Linked DNA regions of Sus scrofa: regions 2, 3, 4, 5 and 6 are each linked to region 1. The links are chromatin contacts, called in public HiChIP or PLAC-seq maps. All regions are on one chromosome and are shown on one strand. The core of a region is the stretch at or near the end of the contact, and the rest is flanking DNA. Distances in the headings are between cores, read along the strand shown. Region 1 has its middle 150 kb from the start of RREB1. Region 2 has its middle 97 kb from the start of LY86. Region 3 overlaps RREB1 (ras-responsive element-binding protein 1). Region 4 has its middle 120 kb from the start of LY86. Region 5 overlaps RREB1 (ras-responsive element-binding protein 1). Region 6 overlaps RREB1 (ras-responsive element-binding protein 1).

Evidence for each region. HiChIP or PLAC-seq counts read pairs in DNA pulled down with a chosen protein or histone mark.
Region 2: a contact with region 1 is called in an H3K27ac HiChIP or PLAC-seq map of alveolar macrophages. The contact joins two enhancer-like sites. A contact is called at or near these places in 2 of 2 datasets of contacts at active chromatin or transcription factors (alveolar macrophages and skeletal muscle).
Region 3: a contact with region 1 is called in an H3K27ac HiChIP or PLAC-seq map of skeletal muscle. The contact joins two enhancer-like sites. A contact is called at or near these places in 1 of 47 Hi-C or Micro-C datasets (embryonic fibroblasts) and 1 of 2 datasets of contacts at active chromatin or transcription factors (skeletal muscle).
Region 4: a contact with region 1 is called in an H3K27ac HiChIP or PLAC-seq map of alveolar macrophages. The contact joins two enhancer-like sites. A contact is called at or near these places in 2 of 2 datasets of contacts at active chromatin or transcription factors (alveolar macrophages and skeletal muscle).
Region 5: an H3K27ac HiChIP or PLAC-seq map of alveolar macrophages shows a contact between it and region 1. The contact joins two enhancer-like sites. A contact is called at or near these places in 2 of 2 datasets of contacts at active chromatin or transcription factors (alveolar macrophages and skeletal muscle).
Region 6: an H3K27ac HiChIP or PLAC-seq map of skeletal muscle shows a contact between it and region 1. The contact joins two enhancer-like sites. A contact is called at or near these places in 2 of 2 datasets of contacts at active chromatin or transcription factors (alveolar macrophages and skeletal muscle).

Annotation. Positions count from the first base shown.
Region 1 is chr7:4,355,694-4,360,002 of Sscrofa11.1, forward strand. No RefSeq gene overlaps it. Among named protein-coding and RNA genes, the nearest start is that of RREB1, 150 kb to the right of the region's middle. Within about 2 kb of position 2,313, at least 30 of the 83 cell types and tissues checked have an H3K27ac peak or open chromatin away from gene starts, as enhancers often do. A contact at or near this core is called in alveolar macrophages and skeletal muscle, where this site is marked.
Region 2 is chr7:4,202,702-4,206,940 of Sscrofa11.1, forward strand. No RefSeq gene overlaps it. Among named protein-coding and RNA genes, the nearest start is that of LY86, 97 kb to the left of the region's middle. Within about 2 kb of position 1,685, at least 34 of the 83 cell types and tissues checked have an H3K27ac peak or open chromatin away from gene starts, as enhancers often do. A contact at or near this core is called in alveolar macrophages and skeletal muscle, where this site is marked.
Region 3 is chr7:4,610,934-4,615,620 of Sscrofa11.1, forward strand. The region is part of intron 8 of RREB1 (ras-responsive element-binding protein 1); the gene reads left to right. Among named protein-coding and RNA genes, the nearest start is that of SSR1, 73 kb to the right of the region's middle. Within about 2 kb of position 2,413, at least 31 of the 83 cell types and tissues checked have an H3K27ac peak or open chromatin away from gene starts, as enhancers often do. A contact at or near this core is called in skeletal muscle, where this site is marked.
Region 4 is chr7:4,224,438-4,229,127 of Sscrofa11.1, forward strand. No RefSeq gene overlaps it. Among named protein-coding and RNA genes, the nearest start is that of LY86, 120 kb to the left of the region's middle. Within about 2 kb of position 2,589, at least 66 of the 83 cell types and tissues checked have an H3K27ac peak or open chromatin away from gene starts, as enhancers often do. A contact at or near this core is called in alveolar macrophages and skeletal muscle, where this site is marked.
Region 5 is chr7:4,547,208-4,551,481 of Sscrofa11.1, forward strand. All of the region lies in intron 1 of RREB1 (ras-responsive element-binding protein 1), which reads left to right. Among named protein-coding and RNA genes, the nearest start is that of RREB1, 37 kb to the left of the region's middle. Within about 2 kb of position 1,649, at least 37 of the 83 cell types and tissues checked have an H3K27ac peak or open chromatin away from gene starts, as enhancers often do. A contact at or near this core is called in alveolar macrophages and skeletal muscle, where this site is marked.
Region 6 is chr7:4,566,195-4,570,770 of Sscrofa11.1, forward strand. All of the region lies in intron 1 of RREB1 (ras-responsive element-binding protein 1), which reads left to right. Among named protein-coding and RNA genes, the nearest start is that of RREB1, 56 kb to the left of the region's middle. Within about 2 kb of position 3,072, at least 32 of the 83 cell types and tissues checked have an H3K27ac peak or open chromatin away from gene starts, as enhancers often do. A contact at or near this core is called in skeletal muscle, where this site is marked.

The DNA.
Region 1 (4,309 bases), core at 1,063-3,562:
TCAAAAAAGTACAATGTGTCTGAAGGCCTGTAACATATTATACAGAATATAAATTATTAATGTAATTTAACTGCAAGTGTTAGCTAAATGCTTACTAAGGAATTTTTTTTTTTTTTTTTTTTTTTTTTTTTTTGTCTTTTGTCTTTTTAGGGCTGCATCTGCGGCATATGGAGGTTTCCAGGCTAGGGGTTGAATCGGAGCTACGGCTGCCGGCCTACACCACAGCCGCAGCCACACCAGATCCGAGCCACGTCTGCGACTTCCAGCACAGCTCACAGCAACACCGGATCCTTAACCCACTGAGCGAGGCCAGGGATGGAACCCACATCCTCATGGATACCAGTCAGATTCGTTTCGGCTGTGCCATGACGGGAACTCCCGCTTACTAAAGAATTTTAAAAGCAAAACAATCTAATGGCATACACTTGAGATATGCAAGCTGAAAATTGGTAAAACAGTATAAAACAGCAGGGAATGATTTGGTCTTAACTCTGGGCAGATGAGAACTTAATTGACAATCAGTCTTCTAGGGTTTGGGGGTTGTTTTATTCTGCATTGAAAAAAAAAAAAAGAGCCCACAATTCTTGATGTGTGGACACTTTCTAGATTGTTCATTTCTACTTGTCTGAGTTCTTTGCTATTTCTATTACCAATATTTTCTCCTCAAACATAAATATACAGCCACTTCATCACAAATACCCTCCTGTAACAGAGAATTCAGTGTAGTGAACTGGATTTGCTCTAAGATTGAGCCTTATGATTATAATCAGAATCTTACTAGATCTTCTCTTATGAACGTTTTTATAATTTTTGATACACGTTGACAAATGACTTTTTATGAAAATTACACCTACTCACACTCTCACCTAAAGCATCTCACTGAATTCATGCCAGCAGGCGGTATCATCGTTTGATCTTTGCTAATTTCAAAATAGCATACATACCAATTTTATTTTATTTTATTTTAGTCTTTTTGCCTTTTCTAGGGCCACTTCCCGCGGCATATGGAGGTTCCCAGGATAGGGGCTGAATCAGAGCTGTAGCCACCAGCCTACGCCACAGCCACAGCAACGTGGGATCCAAGCCACGTCTGCGACCTACACCACAGCTCACGGCAACACCGGATCCTTAACCCACTGAGCAAGGCCAGGGATGGAACCCACAACCTCATGGTTCCTAGTCGGATTCGTTAACCACTGTGCCACAACCAGAACTCCAACATGCCAATTTCAAAGTGGCATATAATTGGAGTTCCTCCTGCAGCAAGGTGGGTTAAGGATCCGACTGCAGCAGCTCAGGCCACTGTGGAAGCAGTTTTGATCCCTGGCCTGGGAACTTCCATACACTGGGCAGCCAAAAAATTAAAAAATAGAAAAATAAAGTGGCCTACAATTATAGTGCTAACTTGCATTTCTGAGTGACGCTGAACATTTTCTAGCTGTTCTGTCCCCTCTTCTGTGATGTTTCTGTAGCTGTCCTTTGTCTAATTTCTTTGGGAGGGTGGGAAAGAATGGAGGTGATTCAGTTCTTACCAATGCATCCGAGCTCCACCAGCTCCACAGCTTCGTTCTGTGAGCATTCACTGAACACCAGCGTGTGTCAGGCGCTCGGGAAAACAGCGGAAAGACCCTTCCTCCCGTGGAGCTGGCTTCTGCGGTCTTGGCCATATCTGCTCATGTGAAGCCATCGGTACGTTGCCATCTATGTTTTGAGGGCATCATGTACCCCAGGCAAGGTGTCCGAAGCACAGGGCTTAGCCGTACTGCAGGGCCCGGCCCTGCTGCGCCTGGGCACGTCCTCACGACACAAGCGCACACTCATCTTTCTCAACAGTCCAGGCAACCTCCCTCGCACACCTCAATCCCACAGAATCTGTTCTGACCCTCACCTCCACCTTCGCACAGGGCTGCCTCACTCCCTCCGCTGCCAGAGCAAAGCACCGAGCCAGATCAGCCCTCCAAAAGCTAAGCCTCGGAATTAGAGCCGGAGAGAGTCTATGCTTTGGTGATTTGGCAGAAACAAACCAACCAACAAACCAAAAAAAAAAAAGGGAGAAACTGGTTTTATTCCAAGGCAGCGGGGGTGCAGGGCTTGACCCTAAGTGGCCTTAGGGTCCTGTCACACCCAAGCACCCGAGGACATTCCAGGTCTCCTTATTCAGGCTGGGGGTGCTCTGGGCTCCCTGGTAAGGGGGCCTCTTGTCCCAGAATCCCTGAGGTCACCTCGAACAAAACAAAGCGTGTGTGTTTTCTCTCGAACTCTGCTTCCTCCATCAGGGACAAGGTCCTGCCAGCCTCATGCTAGCTCCTTCCTGCCTCTGTGACTCCACCCAGCCTCTGCGCTCTGCATCCTGTGTAGGGAGGGGCGCTTGGGCTCCCAGCCCGCTGCCTGCGCCCCGCCCTGACGGGCAGCCCACCCGGCCCACGGCACGGCTCCCGTGGTCCCCGTGCCCCTCCCAGCCGCCTCGGTCCCCTGACCCTGGCCGTGGCGGGTCCTCCTCCAGGCTTTTCTGCTCCCATGACTCACCGCAATGGGGGGTGGGGTGGCTTTCTCTTTTAGTCCCAGTGCTGCTTTAGGCACATGGAGTGACCTTCTCCCCACACCATCTATGTCAGTCTGCGCTGGCTGCCGTGACAAAAGGCCCCAGACGGGGCGGCTTAAACGTCAGAAGTGTATCCCTCCCCGTCTGCAGGCTGGAGGTCAGAGGTCAAGGTGTCACAGGGTCGGTTTGTCCTGAGGCCTCTCCCCTCGGCTTGTGGAGGCCACCTGCCCCCTGTGTCCTCACCCCGTGTCCCTCCGTGTGTGCTGGGCCCTCATCTCCTCCTTCTAGAAGGACACTGGTCCTAGGGGACCGGGGCGATCTCCCGACCCTGTTTGAGCGTCATCATCTCTTTAAAGACTCCACCTCCGAGCAGAGGCACTTTCTGAGCCGGGGGCGGGGGCGGGCAGGGCTTCACGTGTGAATTCTGGAGGCTACACTTCAGCCCCTAACAGCATCCGGGAATATAGCACTTGTCAAGGTGTCTCTACATCACACTCCGGCCACAAGCCAGAAGCCCAGCACCCTCCCCACCGCCAATCCCCGCCTCTTTCGAAGGCCCCTCCCTCCAGACTCAGCTCTCCCTTCTCACCAGGTCCTTCAATCACTCGACTCCTTTAGACACAAGGCAGCCCTCCAACCCCTCCTGGCTACACTGCCTCCCGGACCCTCGAGAATCCACAGCCAATTACGCCCCCGCCCCCTTTTCAGGGCCAGTGGCCCCCATCCCAGCATCTGCACCCAGCCAGTGAGGATGGATCCAGGGATGCTCTTATTTACGGCCGGTGTCCATTCCAGCCCCTTTGGATGTGTCAGGGTCTGTGCCGTGCTCCCATTCTGCAAATGCCTGTCACCTCCTCCACCCCCCGTCTCTCCCCCCAGTTCTGCCTCCTCCTCAGAGGACCTGCTCCCACCCACTCAGCCAGAGAGAGAAGCCCCCCTCAGACCACAGGTGATGGGACCAACGGCAGACGTGGCCTTAAGAGCCCCTCGCGGAGTCAGACCTCCCGCAGAGCGCTGGCTACCAGGCCCTCCTAGGCACGGCGACGCCCCCCGCCTCCAGCGCTCAGGTGATGAGAGCAAGGCCCTGCAAAGCCCCAGGCTGTGAGGAGAGGAACCGAGCGGACGCGCCCCAGAGATGAGGGTGGAGGCCAGAGCTGAGGCCGCACGGATGACTCCACAGCCCCCGGGACAGCCTCTCTTCCGCCGAGAGGCTGCCCGCCACCCCCGGAACCCCCTTCCTGCAAGCTGACCAGCATCCTGTTCCTGCCACCCCGCCACCCTTGACCGAGACACCTTTCAGCACAGCTGCTGGCCCGTCCCCCCCCCCCCCCCCGCCCGCTTTCCCCTTCTTCTCGTCTCCCGGACTCCGGGCCCGTTACTTTGGACACGGCCACACTGCACACAGAGGCTGATTTTTCACTCCAACAAATGCTGCCTGGCCGCGTCCCAAAGAGAACAAGCGGCCACCCCGTGACTTAATCACACGACAGGTGAGCCGGGCCGTGCCAGCAGCCACCCCAGCTCGCCTCAGACCTGCTAGAGTTTCCGAACAGCAGTCCCGGCGGCTTGGGTTACCCTGTGGCACAGCCAGGCTCCGCGGCGCCTGGGCCTGGTCGCAGCGGGGGGGCGCCGGGTGGCCGTGCCCAGGAAGAGGGGTCTCGGGCAAACTGTGTTCCAGGGAACACTCTGCATCCCAAGTCGCTTAGAACCTCAGCAGTGCGATTCGTGGTTGCCATGGCAACTGATAAGCCCCGGGGCCCGGGGAAG
Region 2 (4,239 bases), core at 435-2,934, 150 kb before region 1:
CAAGAAAGAGCCCTTGGTCTGGTGGCTGCTCCCCTAAAGCAGCAACTCTCCCATTTCTTCAAGACCATTTTGAGAAGAAAACAGGGAACACCCACCCCAGGGCTGGAGGGAAGAATGACTTTTCACTGCACACTGCCCTTAACACCTAAATGTCTTAGTCTGGGTATGGAGGACTCCTCAAAATGCCTCATACGTATATTTTTAAAATCACCCATTCTTACTTGTTTCCGAAAACAAAACAAACAGAGCCCTCAAATCAGGAATTCCCATTGCGGCTCTGAGGTTACGAACCTGACTAGTATCCTTGAGGAGGCTGGTTGGATCCCTGACCTCATTCGGTGGGTGAAGGATCCAGCAGTGCCCTGAGCTGTGGTGTAGGTCCCAGATGTGGCTCGATCCTACCTTGCTGCGGCTGTGGTGTAGACCAGCAGCTACAGCTCCGATTTTACCCTTAGCCTGGGAACCTCCATATGCTGCAGATTTGGCCCTAAAAAGAGGGGTAAACAAAAGACAAAAACCCTTCAAACCTTGTTCATGAATATTAAAGAAAAAAAAATCCAGCTTCTGTAGCTACATGACGAAGAAACACGGTGAGCTATGATTCATCCCAGAAAACACTATAAATCTTCTCACAGAGTGGCATCGAAATGCCGGGGTCTGTCACCACTTATGTCACGAGAACTGGCAAGCAGAGGTCCCCAGACCCCAGAGTGGAAGCAGGGCCCCCGCCCTGGCCAGCCCTCCGCCTCCCTCCTCAGCAGCTGCTTCTCAAGCACGTGCGAGGGGAGGCAGCTGGGCACGCGGGGGGCACGGCGGCGTGGAAGGGCATAACCCCATGGCTGCTTCTTCCTTCGTCCCGCTGAGCTTTAGCAATGGTCCACACTGGCTCAGGCACAGCCCGTGAGAGAAGAAAAACTGTTAGCGGCAGAAGAAAACTGGAGATCCGTGAGGTAGAAAAAGTGTGTGTGAGGCTGGATCGGGTGGCACAAAGATGGTCAAAGGGGAGAGAGGAACGGGACAGGCCAGCTGCAAGACCCAGGACAGTAAGAGAGGCCCTCCGGAGGCCTGCGCCCAGAGAGGCAGAATGGTCAAGGGATGCTTTTTTCCAGAATTTTCCATATTGGTCCCAGTAATACCCAGTTCGTCCCGCCCGCTCTATCCTTCATCCCCTGTTACCCACCCAGCAGAGGCTTACACACTGGTAATTGCTGGATCCCTGTGAAAATCCTGTAAACTGGTCACGTGTGCATCAGTCTGAACCTTTATCGGGAACCTAACTATGTCTTCAACTTGTACCACCTCCTGGGGGCACAGGTTCTTCCATTCCCCCCCCCCCCCCCCCGTGCCCACAGCAGGCAGGCGCTGTGGGGCCATCCGAACTCTTCTGGGTTGTGATAACTGTGGTGAGAGTGTTGAAAGACACAGGACCAGGCCCTTTGCGGTCCCAGCTCACCCAGATGGGGGGGGGCAGCCAGGGAGTGGGGGAAGGGCCGCCCCGACAACCAATGGGGTCGGGCTCCGGGTCTGGGGCTCCAGCCTGATTAGCATAGCCCCTCCCTCACGCATGCTCTTTGCTGATCTGAATTTAGTTCTAAGTTTGGAACTCTGTTGGGAAATGAGCGAAGGGCCAAGAAGAGGGATCTGGGGCTTGAGGGCAGCAGGGACGTCGCAGAGGAAACGCCTGGCCAGCCCCGCCCACACAGCCTCCTGGGGAAACGCACCAGAGCGTGTGTGTCCCGGGGCTGTGCACACCCGGGCAGCGGTGGGCGGCAGGGAGCGAAAGGGCGCCAAAGCAGAGGCCTGGAAACGACTTGAAAGGAGAGACAGGCCAGACCTGGCGGCCGAGTGTGTTTTCTTTCCGGGAGATGCTGCGAGGCGTGCAGAAGTGCACAGCCACCGAGCGTGCAAGAGCCAGGACTGGACCAGCGCCATTCCAAGGCCACCAGGGGCTGTGGCATCGCAGTTATCCCCCCCACAGATCGTCTTTTACAGCTGGCTTGGCCTCCAACCCAGACCAGACAGGGGGCGGGTTGTTGCGGGTCCAGTTTTACACCATTAAAGCAAACCGGTTCCTCCTAAGGGGTTCTGAGCTTCCAACTGTTTGAGCCACAATAGAAAGAGCCCAGATCAACAAAAGCAGGTAGAGCATCACGTTTTTCTTGGGCCAGCATCCCCACCTCTTCCCCCTGAAAATGACTCTCCCAGGCCCTCACCCTCCACCAAAGCATTGTGCTGTCTCTCCAAATAAAAATAGAGCCAGCAGGGCGAGGAGATGGGGCAGGAAGGCTGAGCGGTGACCTTCCGCGTTGTTAACTTCCTCACTGCCTCTTGGAGGAATCAATGGCCATCCTGCGCCCGCAGAGGAAGCCCTGGGCCTCATGCAGGACCGGGGACAACGACATGCTGAGATCAGCTTAATGAAAGCACCCGTGACACCCACCCCTGTCTGAAAACGCTGTCATGAAGATGCAGCTAATGTGGATGTGCTGGGTCAGCAAGCAACGCCAGGACCTGGGTGCGGAGGGAAGGAAGGGCTTCTCCTGTTCATTGCGGCGTGTGCTCTGGGGAGTTTGCACGGGTCCTGGCATCTGTCTGTAGCAGCGCAGTGCTGCATAACTGCACGCCACCAGGTCCAGCTGCAGGAGGCCGGCCTGGGGAGGTGGTTTGCAAACAGCTGCACAGCAGCAGGGAAGCATCCTCTGTCTGCCACTTCCTGCCCTGCCTGGTTGCCCCCAGCCGCCACCTGTGACACACAGGGCTTGCGTGCATCTCGGGAGAGATGAAGCAGAGCACATGGGAGTGACCGGGGCGGGGTGGGGGGAACCCACTCTGCTGAAAACAGATCCCTGGATTCTGGGCTTTGTCTTCTTTCAGAAAGACATTTTGCATATGGTTGAAAGTAAATAAAATAATGAGGTGAGAAAGAAGAAAGGAAAACCATTTTCAAAAGACAGCCATTAATTCCCTGGGGCGAGCAGCCCTCGGAGTCTAGAAAAGGCTGAGCCAGCGTCCCTCTTTGGGGACAAGCCCACCGCCGGAGCAGAGTGGGCAGCTGCGTGGAATCCGGAGCTGGTGCACCAGCCGAACCTGGGAAGCCAGCGGCGCCCTGTGACCAGGAGGTGGTCCCCACAGCGGGCGGTCACTAAAAAGGTCAAGCCATCTCCCAGGAATGGGCTCTTTCTCTTTTCAGAGACAAGCCTCCAGTTCTCAGCTTAAGGCATCATGTTTTCCACGTCCCAAGACTGGGACTGTTGCCCCGCAGCAGCCTCTGACCCAACACCCAGCACACTCAGCAGAGTTAGAGACTCCATCTGCTGCGTCCGCCTGAGACACGTAGGGACCACGGAGGAAAAAGAGCAGGAGGCGCCACAGACCAGAGCGCTGGGAACTCCCAAGGATCCCTCAGCCCCTTGACGCCTCTGCAGCTTTGGGCCAGAGCACCAGCGGTCAGCCTCTCATTAAACAGATGGGGCTGAGGGAGGAGCCACATGTGAGAGCCACGTGGCTTCTGGGTCCTTCGCATTTTGGGGACCACGCCCATGGCCTGCGGAAGTTCCCAGGTCGGGGATCTAATGGAGCCACAGCGGTGACAACACTGAATCCTCAACCCACTGAGCCGCCAGGAAACTCCCTTCCCAGCAGGGGTAGGAAGGGGGGACAGGCTGCTCCAGGTGGCGGAGGGGACATTACAGTGAGACAATGAGCCAGTGGGGCGATGATACGGTCTGGTCATTCTTGTCTTGGCCAGAGGCTTCGACTTCTATCTCCTGAACGGGTCTTAAAGTCCAGCATCCCCTGCGCTCTCTTCCGGCCAAGTCTTTGGCCCCTTTGACTACCCTGCTCTGGTCTAAGTGCCCGCCTGTCGCCCTCTGCAGTGTGTGGGAACCCAGAGTATAAGTGGGAAGGGGGAGACGGGGACGCCTGCCCTGGCCTCTTGCTGCTGGATGTGGGCGTTGTGAGGCCCGGGGTTCCCGCTGCCTGCTCCCTGCCAGGCCATCCTGAGGGCAGAGGTGTGCTGCACAGAACAACGGGGCAGCCTGCTCCGACGTTGTCCAGATGGTGACTGATTTCCCCATGGCATCGGCATTTGGAGACTTCTCTGTATTCTAGAAGAAATGAACTGAACAAGGGGATTCGGAATCCCCGAGGCCAAAGACAGTCAAAGAATGATGGTTACGAGGGGCCCAGGCAGGACTAAGAAGAACAGGTTATGTTTGGTTTTTAACTGCCGCGGAGATA
Region 3 (4,687 bases), core at 1,163-3,662, 260 kb after region 1:
TCCACATAATAGCCTGCTATCAGAGGATGCCGCGGGGGCAGGCGTGAGCCAGCAGGGCCCAGCCGGGCAGTGAACTGTGACAGGAGCTGGTGAGAGAGACCGCTTGTTAACCCGGGGCTAAAATAGGCACCAGCTCCATTTGCAAACCCCAAAGGCAGCAGAGCCACGCTGGGACATGCTGCCAGTTCAGACAGAAAGCTTTTAACTCAAAACAGCTGTTGGCTTCCCTCTCCTGCCCTTACCCCTGTCCCCGAAGCTGGCAAGGTGCCGTTGTTCCTTAATAAAAGGTGTTGGCGATCCAGACCCGTGTAAACACTGAGGCCTTTCGCCCGAAGTCCCCTGTGTTTCCAATCAGTGAAGTGTGAGCACAGAGCAAAACCAAGACTCGAGCCGCCCCAAGGGTGAGGGTCGGGTTTGCTTGCGCCTCTGCAGGACGGGCGGCAGCTGGGCCCCTCCGCGCAGCCCCCCAGACGAGAAGCGCAGGCTCACTGGGAACTGGCCCTTGGAGCTGGAGGTGACGGACAGAGCGTCCAGCGAGCAGGTGGTGTGGAGAGGACATCCCTTGCGGGGACGTTGCGGTGTTGAACGTTGTGCTTGGTTTAAGAATAGAACAGGGTAACAGGCCATCCGCGCTGGGCGGGAAGGAGTCCAGGTCAGCCCGACCACTGCAGAAAGGCTGAGGGCCCTTTCAGGATTTCCAGTAGCACCTTCTAAAAAGAAAAAGAAGTAGCAGAGTCAGTCATGCGTTGCCGACATACCAGTACATCCAGCATGGGGTGCCACTACAGAAGTCGTCAGTGCTGTGTTTACATTCTGGTTTTCATATGATATCTTCGCAATCCGGCGCACGGGGTGAAACTGCAGCCCACCTCGATGAAAACAGGCATCTTCCAAGCCCCCCCGCAGCCCCCTGCGCCAGGGCAGGCCCACCTGAGGCTGGGAGGGCTTTGTCGTGGGGGCTGGGCTGCGAGAGGAGGCATCTGGGTGGTCCAGTGGCTCTGTGGCTGCAGCTGGGGGTGGAATCTGGCAAAAGTTACCTAATCTTATGTGGCTTCTGGATGAAAGGAGATCAGGTAATAAATAATTTTTAAATTGTTTCAGTTAAATTATTTCAATAATTTAAAAATTATTTCAGTTAAACTGCATCTGGCAAATGAATGAACGCTTGTTGTGCGCCAGGCGCTTGACCAGACTTAAGAGAAAAGCAGTGACGGTGGAGACAGGGCCCCTTAAGGGCCGTCAGAAAACAGTGAGTGAGCCATTCTCGCGGAGTGAAGGGGGTCAGGCTGAGGCCAGGTGGGCCGGTGGCCTGCTGTCCAAGCTTGGCTGGCAGGCCGAAAGCTGCCCTTGGCATTTTACCCCCGATGCCGTGGCGCCCCCATGTGCTTGCCCGGCTCAGGGCCTCTGCCCCATCCGACGGGATCCTGGATGTTTGTGAGACAGACACCCCTAAATCTGCAGTGGGAGTTCGTGCCAGGGGAACCTGGTGGGCTCTGCAGGGGCAGCTCCCTGTGCCGCCAGGGTGGGGGAGAGGTGCCAGAACCTTCTTCCTCTGGAGTCTCCGGTGCTCCGAGGAGTGTTCGGCTCCCTTCACTGCACCCCGCTGCCTCTGCCCCGCCCCCGCCCGTCATCTGCAGGGGACCCTAACAGAGATTCCCATGGCGCTGGTCCCGTGCTTGTTAAATGTCAACCTAAAAATAGGGAGAGGGCATGACAAAATCCTCGTCAGCATCTCAAATTTAAGAGTCCCTGGGTCTCCAAGGCTCAGCCAGGTGGAGCAGATTGGAAACGATGCTGGGGGCTGAGCGAGGGGAGGGCATGTGCCCTTCCGTAGCCGGAAGCCGGAGGCACCTTGGGCAGGGTTGCCCCCTCCCTATCCTGCCCACGGCCCCTCCGAGACTCGGCTCCTGGGCTCCCGCCAGCCCACCCGCAGAGCAGCCCCTGGACCTGCCCCGCTTCACACCACGCCGCTTCGGTGGAACAGCCCGGGCAGGGCGTCAGGACGCGGTGTGCAGCCCGGCGGATTCCTGGGCGTGGGGAGGGCAGGCCGCTGCGGGCCAGGGCCCTGTCACAGGGCCATCACTGTTGCTCCTGGCAACTGGGAGAGATTAGTGCAGCTGCTGGATGTCAGTTCTCTGGCTGGGCCTGGAGGGAGGGCAGGGGTGGGCAGGGGGAGAGGAATGTCTGAACTGGGTGGGGCCCCGACCAGAGGTTGTTTGCACTCACCCCTCCTTGCCTCTGGAGACAGAACAGGGAAAACGAAGCATGAAATCCCTTTAAAAAAGGAATGTCAGTCCCTCGGTTAAAACGCTATAATGAGTAAGAAATTCAGTCTCCTGAGGAAGTAGTCAGGGTGCCTGCCGCCTTCTTAGCTTCTGAGGACAGGGCCAGAGTGCTACAAAGACGGCAGGCCTCGAGGATGTGACACGGGCGTGGCAGGAGCTGGGCTGCCCGCAGCACTGGTCCTCTGAAGGACAGCCCAGCGGTGGAGGGAGGGCAGCCAGCTCCAGCCTTGCCTGAGCCTGGCATCTCCGTGACCCTGGGCTCCGTCCCCCCACCTGGAAGATGGGCGTGGGGACGCGTGAGGATGAAGGGCATGCCCCAGTCCTCCGACTGTGACAAACACTCCGTGAACCTTTCCCTGATGCTGTTATTTGAACGTGGGTCTTGTTTAGTGTGTTCAGCCTTGCAACACTTAAGTTAGGGGTTCGTGTCCCTCGCTGGGAACCCCTTCCAGTGAAACGGAGAAGGAACTGGGTGCTCTTCCCGTGGCAGAACTTGGGAACGGGTCGGCCCTTAGTCCCTGTTATAAGGCGGCACTCCTACTTCCGCTTTCGTAAAGATGGGGTAACTGAATGGCTGTTTAGACGTGGGTTGACTCCTGCCTCCCAGAGGCTGGGATCCCGGCTGTGCGGAAACCCAGACCTCCCGAAGCCTGGCAGCACCTGACACCTTTACACGCTGGGACGGCAGGTCCTCTCCCTTAGCTTGTGGGGAAAGCTGAGATTCTGAAGAAGTGTTTCCTGAGATTTGGAACTTGCCACAGCAGTCTTTCAGAAGTGCGTTTAGCATAATGAAACAGAGCAGTTTTCTTTAACCCTTTCTCGGTGACAGGATCGTGTGCCTGGCCCTCAGCTTGACAGGAGGATGTGAAAATCAGGCGCCCCAGGGAGCAGGGGGTCTCTTTGGATTGCTCTTCAGCGTTTTACCTTGTTCTGGAGGGTCAGGACCCCCAGATGAGCCCAGGGGCACTGTAGCAACCTGGGGGGAGCTACGCCCAGAACTGTGGACCCTCAAGGTTTAAAATATTTTTTCTCTCAGATTTTTGGTGGCCTTGTTTTCTGTCTCTGTAGGTCACCCGCTGGCGACTCCGCCTCCACCTTTCTCTTGGCCTGACTCGCAGTCTGTGTGCGCGGTCACCACCCGTCGCAGGTCCTCGGCACGGTTATTGGGGAAACCGCTCCATTTGTGGTTACCCGTTCCTTGTTTCCTGGCCGGGGCCGGTTAAGTCACTGTCAGCCCTGCTGGGAGTTGCCCCGCGGACGGCTTCTTCCTCCGCCCTCGTCCCTGCAGAGTGCCCACGCCACGCCACAATCGCCACGCCACAATCGTGTGTTTATCACACCACGTTTCTACCCCAGCCCAGAGCCATGAGCTGTCCTCTAAAAATTAGTAACAAGGCCGGACGGAGTGTCCCTTACAGGCACGTGATGCAAAAGGACGGCTCTGCGGCGTCCATCCCCACGGGGCGGGCCCTGGTTCAGGGACTTGAAGAGCCTAACTTTTGGGGTTTTTTGAGAACTGGCCATGGATCTGGGCACAAACAAGAACATCATCCATTTGCATTAAAGTCCTTGGAGACCGAAAGGACCAACCCCCAGCCAACAAACGGAGTGGTTCCTGGACCTCCCGGAGCCGGCTGGGCCCAGCCCTGGCCTCACTCAGTGGGTTGAGGATCTGGCGTTGCCCTGGCTGTGGTGTGGGCCGGCAGCTGCAGCTCTGATTGACCCCCAGCCTGGGAACCTCCATGGCCCTAAAAAGAAAAAAAAAGTATATAAGCCAGTGAAATATTACTTTTTGTTTTGTTTTGTTTTAAGAAAGAATAGTCTCTGTGAAACTGAGTTGGGCAGACTTGTGTATAATCCTGATTGGTTTGGTTTGTTTTTTTAGTGGCTGTGAAATTCAGGGGGAGCAAGACCCCTGTGAACAGTCGAGAGAAATAACCATAAGGACGTAGGATGCTGTTGTAGTTTGGTTTGCAAAAAACCTAAGTTCTTGCTCTACCGTAATGAATCTAAAAACTGGAAATCAAAGGTGTTGCCTCATGAGAGTGACCGGTCCAGTGACAGCACGGATCTTCACTTAGTGGAGTCAGACTCGGGCGTAAGTCCTTGGCCCTCCGAGAAGAGATGGGCAGCGGGTCCTTGTTACTCTCGGTCGTGAGGTTCTGTAACGTCTCCGCGAGCCGGGAACGGGTGGGCACTGAACCGCCGCTCCTGGAGGAGACGCAAGGTTGGTTCCCTGCGGACAGCCAGTCGTGTTCGCTTCCACTAGTTAGGGCCGCACCCTGTTTTATCGTGTGTTTCTGTTAAAAGACCCCAAGTAGAGCTCCCGCCGTGGCTCAGCGGTTAGCGAAGCTGACTGGGAACCATGAGGTTGTAGGTTCGATCCCGGGCCTCGCTCAGTG
Region 4 (4,690 bases), core at 1,339-3,838, 130 kb before region 1:
CTAGGTTTGCCTCTCTATCTCTGGTCGCCTACTGGGACTTCTGCAACTACCTGTGTAACTATCCTACTCTAACTGTCCCTATCAGAAGGGCAGCAGGGGAGAGAGAAGCAGAGCAGCACAAGTTCCAGCCTCTCCTGGGTGATGAATCAGATCCCCCTGGACCACAAGAGCCCCTGCACTGGACCACAAGAAACCTCTCAGCTGTTCCCCGTGCATGTGTCCTGGCTTCAGCCACACAAGTGTAGCTTTTAACTCTCTGGTACAAACAGCATCTGTTTTCAGCCTTATTTGGAGGCGGGGGAAGGGAGGGTTATTTGAGGCATCTTATGTGAAGAATTCACTGAACGGAAGGTTGTTCCTATTTAATTAGAACAAATAAAAGCCAAAATTGCTATGCAAAATAGAAGTCAACCAGCCACCATAAGCATGAACAGCAGGGTTTGGTGCCACCTGCCTCCTTGCAAGTGGGCATCTCTGACTGGCATCCTGACCACCAGCTGTTTAGACACATTCCTAGAAGCATTGTTTCAAGCTATCGGAACTTGGCCGTTTAGAAGGTGCTAGAAACTAGTGCAACACTCTTAGCCACATGGCCCAAACGAAAAAGCAAATCATTCCTATTTAATGACTAATAATGAAACAATAAGGTTATGCCCACTGTAAAAATGTCAACAAGCTGGAGACATATTAAGAGAGCAGAACATTCGAGCCAGATGATGCAAAAAAGACAGAAATGGAGAACTTGGGGAGACTGCCGCTGGTCTGGGGTCAGGCTGGTAAGGAGGTTTCCTGTCACGTGGGAAGGGCCACCAGAGGCCGGCAGCTACCAGGAAGGCCTGCAGTGAAATCGTGGCGGCCTCATGAGCCCAGCTGGGAAGATGGAGAGACGCCAACTGCAGGTGGGAGGACTGTCACCCGTGTGTCTGCAGCCATGACCCAAGGCCCCCTGGCACTGGCTGGCAGCTATACAAAGGTCAGGAGGTGACCACACTCGCTAGTACAGGGCATCACTAGTACAGGGCAGCTGTGGCCTGAGCAGGAGCTTCACGCCTATCTTCTTAAGTATCTTCCATAACGAAGAGCCCAGCCCCCGCTTCTCTTCCCATCTCTAGACCCCACCCCCACCAGGTCACTAAAGCATCCCTGGAGGTGTCTCTAAGTGTTTCTTCTTTATTTTCTCTTTTTAGGGCCGCACTTGTGGCATATGGAAGTTCCCAGGCTAGGGGTCCAGCTGGAGCTGCAGCTGCCAGCCTACACCACAGCCACAGCCACAGGGGACCTGGGCCGCATCTGCAACCTACACCACAGCTCACGGCAACACCAGATCCTTAACCCACTGAGCAAAGGCCAAGGACGGAACCTGCATTCTCATGGATACCAGTTCTTTGCTCTTAACCCACTGAGCCACAATGGGAATTCTCTATAAGCATTTCTAAATGTGTCTAAACCCAAGTCTTAATCCCCTCAACAGACCTGAAGCTCCTCTAGGCTTCCGTTTCAGTGGCGTCACCACTGTCTACTCAGCCGCTCACCAGAAACTGGGAGGCATCCTTGCTTCTTCCCATCTGAGCCCAGTCTCCATTCTCCGTGTTTGTGGCTTCCACCTGGACCAAGCCACCGTCATCACTTGCCTGGACTTTGGTCAGAGCCTCCTAAGCTGTTGCTTCCTTCGTGACCCACCCCCACAGGCCCATCCCCCCATGGCAGATAGGACGGTCCTTGCAAAGCCAGAGTCCCAGGGCTTCCCCTTCCCGCAGCTCTGAGGGCACATTCCAGCTTCTGGAGGATGCCCCCTCCTGGGGCAGTGTCCACCTCTCCTTCCTCCTAGGGGCACTTGGACCAACCCTGCTTCTCTGGGTTCCGTCCTTACTGAGTTCTCTTGCTTCTACCAGTACTTTCCAAAGAGCAATCATGTTCCCTTTCAGGCTAAAATGCAAAATAGAGCCTGGCTTATCTCCCAAGAAGGCCAAACTCCAAGTCAATCCTGGAACATCTTTTGCCCACTTGAAAATTCTTGAAAAGCAACCGCTGATTCCCAGCCAGGCTCCCTGCCCCCGTGCTCCCCCGCCTCGTCCACTCTGCATCCTCTGCAGCCTCTGGTCACCGCTGCAGCTGGGCTCTGCCCCTTCAGAAGCCGACGCTCCAGCGAGGTGGGGGATTTATGGTGGAAGGTTACACAGAGCGTAAATCTGGCCTCAGGAATCAAGGGCTGTGACATTTTTACGGCCTCCTCCTCCAAGCCCCTGCGTGGATATGAAGCAACCAGAGGGAAGAACATCTGGTTTCACTTTTTTTATTCACTACCCCAGCTCCCATCTGACAAAACCCTCCGTCTTGCCAGTGTTCTGGTGGATGGTGGAATGAATGAGCCCTGGGGCAGCTCTCTGCCGCAGATCTGCTTTTCCTGGCTCATCACGGGGTAAAGAAACCGCGGGGACCAACGGGCCGCCACCGCTGCACTGAAACAAAGCGTGTACCCAAGTTGAGGCCGGGGTGGCAGGCTGCGAGCTCGCCTGACTTACGGAAGGACATCTACCAGGGCGGCGAGGGCTGGCCCGGGCCTCCCCGCTCGCAGGGGGCGTGGCCGGGACGCGCGCGATGAATGCTGGGACTTGTAGTCTCTGTGGGCAAGATGGCCGCCAGTGAGAGTCGCACACCGCCGTCGCTGGCCGGGACTTAGCAAAGTAAGGGTTCCCGTAATGACTACAGGTCCCCTGGAGGAAGGCACACCAGAGATAAGAAGCCGCTCCAATAAGTATCTCCTGTTCCGCGTGGCTAGCCCAGAGCCCCACCTCACGGCAGAGGCTTGCTTCTCAGCTGATGGCGAGGCCCTGCGGGAGCCAGTTAGAAAAATGTGCCCCTTGTCACTCATGCCGACTGACCGTAGCCAGTCAGGTAATTGACCAGCAGGGAGGATGAGAACCAGGCTTCTGGCTCTCCCTGTCCCGCTTACTAGATACCACTCCATCAGCCCGGGTAATGGGAGCCCTAATCTTTCATCACCTGCTCCCTAAGCTGTGCGCTGGCCGGAATGTTCCAGAAAAGATGGAAAGCAACAAAGTCCAAGCAGGACAGTGCACCGGGGCCCTGTGAGGACGGCCCGAGTGGCCAGATCTCCTGCTCCCCCTCCCCCCGCCCCCGTCTCCAGGACTCCAAAAGCAGATCCCCGCAGACCGAAATCCCTCCAGAGTCCTCACGGCCTGTTGAACAAGCTCGTCTGTACAGTGCGCATCTATCCTTCTCACTCACTGCTGCCCCAACTCGCACCCTAGGAGGGTTATGTGCAGATGCGAATGGTGACTTTTATGAGCTGCCCGAAGCTGTGTGCCCAGAACTGCACTGGATCCCAGAAGGCGGTGCCGTTACGTCCATTTTTCAGATGGTGAAATGGAGGCATGGAAGTTAAAGCCTCTACCACCTGCTGCCCTCAAACCTGAAATCCAGCAGGTGGTTCTGCGGAGGTAAGCATGGAGCCAAGCAGACAGTCGGCACGGGAACCGCAGCATCACCCACCTCGGGAGGGCCTCATGCTGCTGCCGCCAGCACTGGTGAGTGGCCTCTGCTCCCAGAGTTTACTCCCTTGACCCCCCCCCCCATTGACCTCCAGCAGAGACCCTGATCCCTCGGGGGCTGTGCTCTGGCCTGGCTGGTGGGGGGACTTTAAACCCCCCCCCCATGCCTGGATTCCAACATAGAGATTCTGATGTAATGAGCCTGCGAGGTGAGCCTGGACATAAGGGAGGTTGAAAAGCTCCCTGGGGGATTCTAATAATGTGACCAAAGTGGACACACTGACCTAGACTCAAACTTCATCAGAATAACACAAACCAAGCCTACAGACGCCCGTCATGGGCAGGCACCCAATGCCGTGGGCATCCCTTCTGTTTGAAAGGCAGAAGCACCCAGCAAGCATCAAAGGCAGGTGACTTAAGGGCTTCAGTCCCTCACTGACCCCGCTACTCCTCTCTGCCCCTCCCTCTCCACTGCGCCCCCCCCCCCCCGCCCCAGAAGCTTGAAAACAGTTTTTTTCACTTCCATTTACTGCTCTCGTCTATTATAGCCAACCTTCTGTTTTTCTTTTTTGGCTGCCCTGCGGCATGTGGAGTTCCCAGGCCAGTCTCCACCTAAACTGTGCCTGGCGGGGGGATCGAACCTGCCCAGCCAGTCCCGAGACGCCGCTGATCCCCTTGCGCTACGGTGGGGACTCCGACAGCCAAGCTTCTTGAAAGAGCTGTCAACACAGTTTATATCCACTTTCTCTCCTTCCAAACATTTACCCAATCCAATCCGACTTCCACTCGTGCCAAGGTCACGGCTGGCCTCCATGTCACCTACCTCAGCCATCTTTCCAGACCCTTGAGCTTGGGTGCAAGACAGAAACCCCCTCTCCCCTCCTGGCCCCCTTAGGGCCACCGTTTCTGGATTTTTCTTCCCTGTCCCGATTCCCCTCTCTTCTCAGCCTCCTTTGCCAGACTGTCCTCCTCCACGCAAACCCCGAAGAACGAGCTCACCGGGGCTCTCTCTGGGTCCTTGCCTGCGTGAGCCCATCTGCACCTAGGCTTCGTGCTAGCAACCCCCAAACTAACACCCCAGACTCGGGTGCACCCCGACCAATCTGAAACATCCATTTCGTCCCAAAGGCACTCCCCGTTTCGGACATCCTGCCTCGCATCTCTTGACTGTCGCAGCT
Region 5 (4,274 bases), core at 399-2,898, 190 kb after region 1:
AAACAACCAATGTGGCTTAGTTGATGCTTCTGTTGCTAAGCAGGTAAATTCTGGTCTGCAGCTCTCTGTTAACCCCATAAATGCCTCACGTCAAGCAGAAAGCAACAAGAAGGAAAACCAACTTTCGCTGCCTTCTGGCAGAGTGCTTAGTTCCAGTGGCTGAAAACTGGGCCTCACTCACCCTCACCTCCACTTAGCTGTTGGCAGCACCCAACCTCCATTTCCCTCTTTGCCAGGGGGGAGTCGGGAGGTGCAGGGGCCTGGGAGGGTGGTAGAGCAGGCGGCCTGCGGGCCGCCAGTGAAGGTCTCCCACTGCCTGGTACCGATGATGGGTTCAAGTCCAGTCAGGCATGGCTTTAGCCCTTTTCTTTGGGATTTAAGGCCTTCACGTCGGCCTTCATCTGCAGCCGGGCTGTGGCAGAAAGAAGAAGAAAGGCTTGCTGTGTGCATCCGTTTGCCAGAAAGGAGTTAACCGAGCCAGCGCACCGCAGAACAGGTTGGGCAAGACTGTTAAAGCCAGTGGGGCAGCCTCCCCCTCTGCTCCTCTCCCCCCTTTCCTTCTCTCTCCTTCCTCCTCCGACCCCCTGCTCCTCTCCCAGGACGTTCAAACATCTTCCCATTAGCCCTGCTCCCCTCCCCCTCCCCACTTCAGTGTCTGGCTTTCCCTCTCTGGGCAAGACATTTGATGTGATGAAAATACTTTGTGGCAAAGAGGAGGCTGTGCTGAGAGGCCTCAGCCTTGCCAGCTGTTTCTGGAGAAACCCAGGTCTGTGCCCTTGGTCATGTAACATAGGCCCCATTCAAAGAGACATTCTTGAGTGTGCATTTATGCCTCTGTGGGCCTGCGGGGTGGACGGCCTGGGGGGAGGACGGCGGGGGGTGGGGGTGGCGAGGTCGGGATGGGGACGTGGAGGGCAGCGAGGGGGAGTCCCTGCCAGTGAGTGTGAGAGGATGCTTCTGGAAGCCTCCGGAGTCTTCTTGGACGTAGGGGCTATCTCGTGGCCGTAAACGCGGAGAAGCCGAGCTCTCTAAGAGCCAGGCCTGGTCTGCCATCAGTTCTGCGTGGTGTTTGTGTCTGAGCCTCCGTAAACATACCATATATAGTCAGGCTGGAGCTCGCTATAACACGCGCTGCAGGGGAGCCGCTCCTGATGCACAGATCCTGGCGCTTAGAAGCTGCCTCGGCTATTTCTGGTGTGTGGCCCGCGCTGTCTTTTTTCACTTTTGGAGGGAGGAGGGAGAGGGGCCTTTTTTCTTTCCGTCTTCACGCTGCTCGAAACATGTTTCTGATCCCAGTGTGTCTGGCCCTGCGAAAGCTCAGGAAACCATCTTGTCCCGTGAGGAGACTGGATTCTCTTGGTACATCTGTTTTAGAATCAAACCCCTGTTTTTCTTCGGCTCCTTCACCCCACACACGTTTCGCATTTCATGGTCCCCTGTCCTCAGCTGCTTGGGTTTGGAGCATCTTTTCGCACTGTGAGGGCAGCAGATACTGTGGGGGCCGGTGGAGAAGCTGCTTTCTCGCACCCCACGTCCCCACACCCTCCCGAGCCTCCCCCCAAGCCACTTCACCTTCGCTGTGCTGTGCCCGGCTAGGGCGTCAGCTTTCCGCAGAACCGGGGGCGGCCCTTTTGCACTTGGCAGGGCTGGGTCAGTTGGTCCCTCCCACCCAAATACCTAGGATCTAGCACTTCAGCTTGTTGGAGTGAGCAGCGGGAGGCACTTGTGGTTCAGATAAGAGACTTCTTCCTTTTCCGTCTCTTATTTTCCTTCCTCTCCTCCTGCCTCCACAGGCTGTTGCGTTTCTTCTCAGGCCGCATGTATCAATAACCCTGGAGAAAAGGTGGTGTGCCCCGCTGGGATGTATGTGGGTGTTAGGGAAAGAGCAGATGGGCACCTTCCTTGCCGGGTTTTCTTTCCCTGGCCTCGTCCGAGTTCTGAATTATATCTGACTGTGTGACAGCTAATTGTACCATCCTTCCCGTTTCTTAAGCTGATAAGCCCCTTTCTGTCTGCCTCCATCAAGCCTCTTTGTGTGAGAAGTTCCTAATGCAGCTGAAGAACAAAGTGACAGTTTTCTTATTTACTGAAGTCTCTAAAGCACGTTCATTATGCGCTTTATCTTTTTAAAAACCTTATGTCTTTAACTTACGTAACTGAATTGTTCCAAGTAGTACAAAGTTAAAACTTCCTACTTCCTTTAAAATATCAGAGAGTCCAGAAAAAAGAAATGGACTTTTTTTTTTTTTTTTTTTTTTCTTTTTTCAGGCTGTGTATTTCATCGCAAGCTGTTAACAGTGCTTGGTAGATAATGTTCAGAGTAAGAGCTCGGGTACTGCCGGAGTACCAGCTACCAGTTATGGAAACAGCGCTTGCTTAGCTAGTATTCGGTTGACTCAAAAGTCGTATATCACTTAGGTGGAGGTCACTTATTTGGCATTCTCAGGTCCCGAATATTTAGCATGTGAGTGACAGAGAACCAGCAGGGGGTGTGTGTGTGTGTTGGCGGGGAGGGCAGCAAAATCAAGCTTCAGAAGCCAGTCGGGTATGGGAAGTCGCTTCTACCCTTGACTCACGATGGTCCTTTCAGGCCCACACTAGAGCTCCATCATTCTCCCTGTAGGTATGGCCCTGACCACCTCGTCTCCCGTTTTCAACAAGAAATTAGGGGTCAGAATTGGTGAGGGGCGGGCGGAGGGGGGGCGCGTGTGGCTGGAGAACAGCCGTCGGAAGGAGACGCACTGAGAGCAGCAAGAGAGAATGTCAGGCATGAGCGGGAAGAGTCCCACGGCGTGGCTGTTTCCCCCCCGGGGACCCCGGGCTAAGAGAGCCGAGGAGCCTTCCGTGTTACTGCTTATGACTGCATGTGGGTCCACACGCCCGCAGTACAGATTTCAGCTAAAAAAACCCCAGCATGGCCGACTGCGGCCTTGTGGCGCGGGAGCAGGGCCGAACGGGGAGGCTGGCACGGTCGTTTGCGAAGGCACCTTGTGTAATAGTTGTTCATTGTAGTGACCCTGAGTCATCGCCCAAAAAGGTTAGATTAATCATATGTTGATTCACCAGGCTCTGCTTCAGAGATGGGGAAGTTTGAGAGATACTTTAGAATGATTTAGACGCAGGAGTTTTACATGGAAAATTAAGTTCTCCATGCTTCCCACCCGCACCCCCCCCCCCGTGATGTGCAGCTGCTTAGTGGGTTAACCTGATGTGTCAAATCAACCTTCCCGTGTGTCCAGATACCAAAATATGATTTATTTTCACCAGATTTGCAGGAAAAAAAAGTGATTCACGAACAGATTCAAACGATGTTCCAATACCATTACTGGCTTGTTCCTCTGCGTTCCTAATGTGATTGCCATGTTTTTAATCGAAATAATACACAAAAATTGGAGTTTTTAAAGTAGGGATCAGAGAGGACTCTCTGGTGGATACCAGGGAAGTCATGTATACCCTGGCAGACAGAGCCACTAAAGAAAAGGCGTTTCGGGAGTTCCCGCTGTGGGGCACGGGTCAAGAATCTGACCGCAGCAGCTTAGGTCGCTGTGGAGGCATGGGTTCGATCCCTGGCCTGGGAATTTCCATATGCCAAGGGTGCAGCCATTAAAAAAAAGTAAAATTAAAGAAAAGGAGTTTCAAGTGTGAAGGAAGCCTCAAAACGTAAATATTAAAATTTAATTGTAAGTCATCAAATGAGAAGAGTAAAAGGAAGGAGTGGTTCCTCCGCCGACCCCCCCAAGCCCCAACTATAGACTTGTTCTGAGAACCGTGGGATTTAGAGCTGGAAGCGACTTTAGAGGTCGCTTGGCCTGCTCTTATGAGTTTGCCTTTATTTTACTCAGTATTCTTCCACAGTTCATGTCTGTGCCCAGAATTGAACATGTCACCTGGAGTCGTGTCTGCATAGCTTCTCTGGCAGGAGGACTAATCCTAATTAAATGTGCTCACTTGGCAGAGATGATTATGTATTTTTTAGGTTCCTTGTTAATTTTATTCTCAGAAGCTCCGTTTTACGGATGGAGACCCCTGTGGCACTCCATAGCGAGGCACCAGAACTCTTTCTTGGCATTGTGACGTGTTTTTGGACACTTCGTGGTAATCCCAGAATTGAAAACTCCCCAGGACAGCTGGTACCTGCTAATAGTTCTCAGGCATTTCGATTTTATCTGCTTAACTGTAGAGCATTGCTGGGCCTAAGTTTTAATAATCATACTCACAGATGTATTTCATTTCATTTTATTTTACTTTATTGGCCACGCCTGTGGCATATGGAA
Region 6 (4,576 bases), core at 1,822-4,321, 210 kb after region 1:
GGGTGTTCACGCGTACCCCCTTGACTGATTGCTCATTTTCCAGATGAGAGAACCGAGGCTCGTAGACCTAAAGCTGGGGGCGAGCTGGGTTTCCAGGCCAAGGTGGAAGACGCCTCGCCCCATGCTCTTGAAGCTCTGCTGTAGGTTCCTCCTCCCAGCGCATCCCTGAGTCGCCCAGTAGGATGACAGAGGGACGGTCCTTTCAGGTACTTCTAACCTGGACGTCGGAAGGACCTTGTCCTGTGGTCTCACCCACTGCCGGGCTGTGTGGTGTAATCCAGCCTCTTGACTGTTTCCAGACGCAGCAAGGTCATCACCCACAAGGCATCATTCCGTCAGAGGGCAGCTCTAGTTGCTCAGAGCTCCGGGATATGGAATCTTGGGGCTCCAGACCCGCTTCCTTCTGCTTCCCCCCAAACCTCTCTCCTTATTCCACGCGCCCGGCCTTCAACCGTTTCTCGTCTCCCCCACTGGGTTTCCTAACCCTCTCATTGCTCAGCGCCCTTTTCCGAACACCTCTTCCGGGGTGCTCCTTGCGGCACGGGGCGTACACGCATCAGACAACCTGGGCTAGGGTCCTGGCTGAGCGCCTGAGGAGCCGCGTCACAGCCAGCAGATCCCCAGTCGTTGCCCTCTCTGATGCGAGGAGGGCTTACATACAAGTCAAGTGCCTAACGCCTCTCCTGGTCCAGAGTTTATGCCCCAGATGGCTGACCCCCTGCCCAGTTATGAGAGAAAGGACACTCCGAAAGACCTGCGTTAGACAAACCCTAGACGGCTGACACTTGGACTGAAATCCTGCTTTCTGGTAGCAGTAGCCTCCTTTGCTGGTTCTAAATTCCTCAGCCAAGGTATGGTGTGGGGGCCGCTCCCACCCTTCCTGATAAGCCCCAGAGCAGATCTGAGGGTGGGGTGGGGAGGGGTGGGGGCTTCCACACCTTATCCCCTGCAGGGAAGACCCTGCCCTACCCTGGGGGTAGGTGAGGGTGCCCTGGGTCTGTGCACAGCCCCGGGGCCACCCCTTGCCGGCCCACTCCCTTTCTCACCAGCTTCCTTGCAGGGGAGAGAACCCTACTGGTTTCTGCCAAGTTGGGCAAGAAGGTGATGAAATACCAGGTCCTGGTGGCCAGGAAAAAAGACTGGCTCACCTGGGGAGAGGGACAGGGCCGCGCTCGAGGGCTGCCAGGGAACAAATGGCTGCCATGTGGCAGCTGCCAAGTGGCTCCAAGTCTGGCAGCAGTGAGATGAGATTCCTTCAGTGCTGGGGGGGCGGGGTGGGGAGCTGCCGCGTGGAGGCCGCTCGTCACTGCAAAGTGTGTACCTGGGACTTGGTCCCATTTCCTCCCTCCAGAGAAGCCGGGAGCCCCGCAGAGGGATGCAGGAATGGTACCCCAGGGTGGCTTCATCCAGCCTGTGCCAGACGACCGCCCCACCTCTCCACACTTCCTCTTTGAAAGAGCAGCTGTCCTCTGACTCACGTAGCTCGGTTTGGTGGACAAGGACCCCTGCCTCCCGCAGAAGTTGTGTGTAATGGAGCAGTGCCACCCCCCACCCCCCGGTCTTTATTTGGAGAGGAGAGACGGCCCTTTGGCCCGGAGCTGCCCTTCCCGCCACACTTTACTCCATGTGGACGTGTGCCTTCACCTGAAGGCCATGCACACTCTTTCTGAAGGGTGGCATCGGTGGCCTGTGTTACTCCTGGTGTCCCGGGGGGGGGGGGGGGGCCGGGCTGGGGCCCTGAACCTGGGCAGAAGGGGCAGCCGCTCAAGGCCAGTCCGTTTTCCTTCCTCCACCATGGGTCTCATTAAGAGAGAAACACAGGAACCGGTGAGGCCTTGGGATGCCCTGGGGTTGCCTTCTGGCACAGTGGACAGTTACTGCCAGGAGGGAGACCCAGAGGGTGTCCAGGGCCGCCGGGAATCCTGGCCAAGGGGCTCACCTTTGGGGACCATCCCACAGCACCCTGGAGCGGACAAGCTTGGTGAACGGCGTGGCTCTGGGTGTGGGGGGGTCTTTGAGGGTCCAGAGCTGCGGGGGGGCCCAGGCTGAGCGGCTCTGCCTGTGCACTGTGGCCCCGGCCCCGTCCTCGCGTCCCACGCATCCTGGTTCCTGGGGGAGCTAGACTAGGCCCCGTGTGGATGGCGCCCTCTCCCGCCACCCCCGCCCTTACTTACTTGACTCTTTTATTATTTCTTTGCAGTAGGTAAAGCTAAAGTTAGACCTGGGATCTGAGGCTCTGCTCCAGAGACTGACTTTTGCTCCGGGGGGCGGGGTGGTGATAAGGAGTGATTTCATTCAGATCCTCATAGCAGGAAGGTTTCTCAGGCCTCCCTTGCTTTGGCGTCACCCTTCTTCCAGAATTCCGCGCACAGCGCCTGTTCCCTTTGGTGAGAGCCAACGCACAGACTGCAGGGCTCGACCCAGAGGGGTTTCTTTCGCATTAGTTCTGGGTGGCGCCTGGAAACCTTCATTTCTTCCTGCAGGTGTAGTTGACCTGTGTCAGTTTAAGGTGTTGGTTGAATGACTGGCTTATTGGGAGTCGGCATTTCTAACCAGGGTCCAAGATGCTGCTGGGTGGGGACTCGGGGTGGCTGTGTTGGAGGGAGGGTCAGCGGTAGCTAGCGTCTCAGTGACCAGACGGGACTGTCGATCTCCTTGGGGAGGTGACCTGCGTGGTTCTTCCGCGCACTCCCCACCGGCTGTGCCCCCCCTCCTGCCCCAGCACTTACACACGCCCGTCCCTTTGGAATTCCAGGGCCCAGGCGTGTGGGCTCCAGGGTTGTATTTGGTGGGCAGCCTGGTGTACTCGGGTCGCTTCTGAGCTGGAGGTTGCGCTGGTGGGTCACTTGGACCTGGCCCCTTGGACAGGACTGGGCAGGGTTTCAGGATTCGGGGTTTCAAGCGCCTGGTGCCTTCTTCCCGTCACTGCTGAGCGAAGACCAGGGTGTGCAGTGGCATTCCTGTCCCTTTGCGCAGCGGGGTTGGGCGTGGCCACCGGCTCCGGGCAGCAAACTTGTTAGTTGGCAGTGGACTCAGCCCTGCTCCTGCCCGAGAGGAAGGCAGAGGAGAAGGTGGGAGCAGGGAGTCCTTTTTCCTGCCTAGAAACAGGCGGAAACGGGAGGCCAGGCGCTGAGCAGTCTGGAGGGGCCGAGATGACTCAGAAGATGGTGAGCAGTCAGAGAACGTGACTGATGGAGAGCATCTGCCTTCTCCAGCCCTGTGCCAGGAGGCGGGAATTTTGTCCAAAAGAAACAGCGTTTAGATCAGATCCACTTTGCTCTGCCACCGTGACCTTGAGGCCTACACAAGGGGACTGGCCCTCCCAGGGCTGTGGTTACGAGGACTGAACGAGGTGCTGAGCTGAGCGCGTGCTGAGCGTTATTTAGAAAGCCGTGGCCGCTGTCACCAGTAGTCTGGGCCCTAGTCTTTCAGTCTTAGTGTTAGTTTTAGTGTCCTAGTGTCTCCGAGTCAGGGTTTGGAACAGGGAGCCTCCAGCCAGTGGGGGCATCCTGGGAAAAGTGGCCCATGAGGGTTGGGGTTCGGGGACCAGTGCAGGTGTGTGTTCTGGGGGAAGAAACTCAGTGGCGAGTGTGGGGACTTGTCGTCCTGAGAGTCAGGAAGTAAACTGAGGCCAGAGCAGGGAAGAGCTTTGAACAGCAGGTAAAGATCACCATTGAAAGGGGGCGTGTTGGGAGTTCCGTTACGGCTCACTAGGTTACAAACCCGACTATTACCCTTGAGGATGCAGGTTCGATTCCTGGCCTTGCTCAGTGGGTGAAGGATCTGGCGTTGCCGTGAGCTGTGGTGTAGGTCTATGGCTGCGCTCTGATTTAATCCCAGCCTGGGAACTTCGTAGGCTGCAGGTGCAGCCCTCCAAAGAAAAAGGTGGGGGGCATGTCGCGGGGACAGAGGTCAACAGACAACCGAAGGCGTGAGCGCATACACGGCCTTGGGACCCAGGGTGGCTGCCGCCCTCCCCGCTTTGCTGTCTTGAACCTGGGCTGTGTACCTGGGGTGCATCTCCCCCTCCACCCCTTGGTAGCCCCTCCTCACCCAAGGGGGAGCATCCGGAACTGGCTGGAGCAGCTCACGGGCTGGCCGACCACGCTGGGCCTGCTCGAATGCTCTACGTGACACTCCAAGGCTCCCTCTGACCAAAGCCCGTGCCAGCGAGGGGGAGGGGGCCGCATGAGTTGCTGCCCGACCCAAGGCATAGACTGAACCCTCAGCCAAGAAACACATCAACTTCCTGGAACTCAGAGCCGTCATCACAGCTGTCGGCCTTCAGAGCACACGCGAGGCCGTCCTGGTTTAGAGGAGACAGTTTTGCCCCGAGCTTTGTAGGCATGGCTATGGTGCCACAGCCAGTCTGGTTGGGTCTCCTCCCCGGCCCAGCCGGGACTTCCTGCCTCAGAGAGATGTGCTTGCTGCTGGTTAAGTCCCCTGGGAGCCCAGAGCGTTTTGGGGTTGGAGTGCTGTCAGCCCTTCCCGGGTTGGCCCCACACCGGCGCCCTGGCTCTTCCTGGGCTGTTCCAGGCATCAAGCACCCCGAGTGTTTGTGGACATCCCTCAGGCC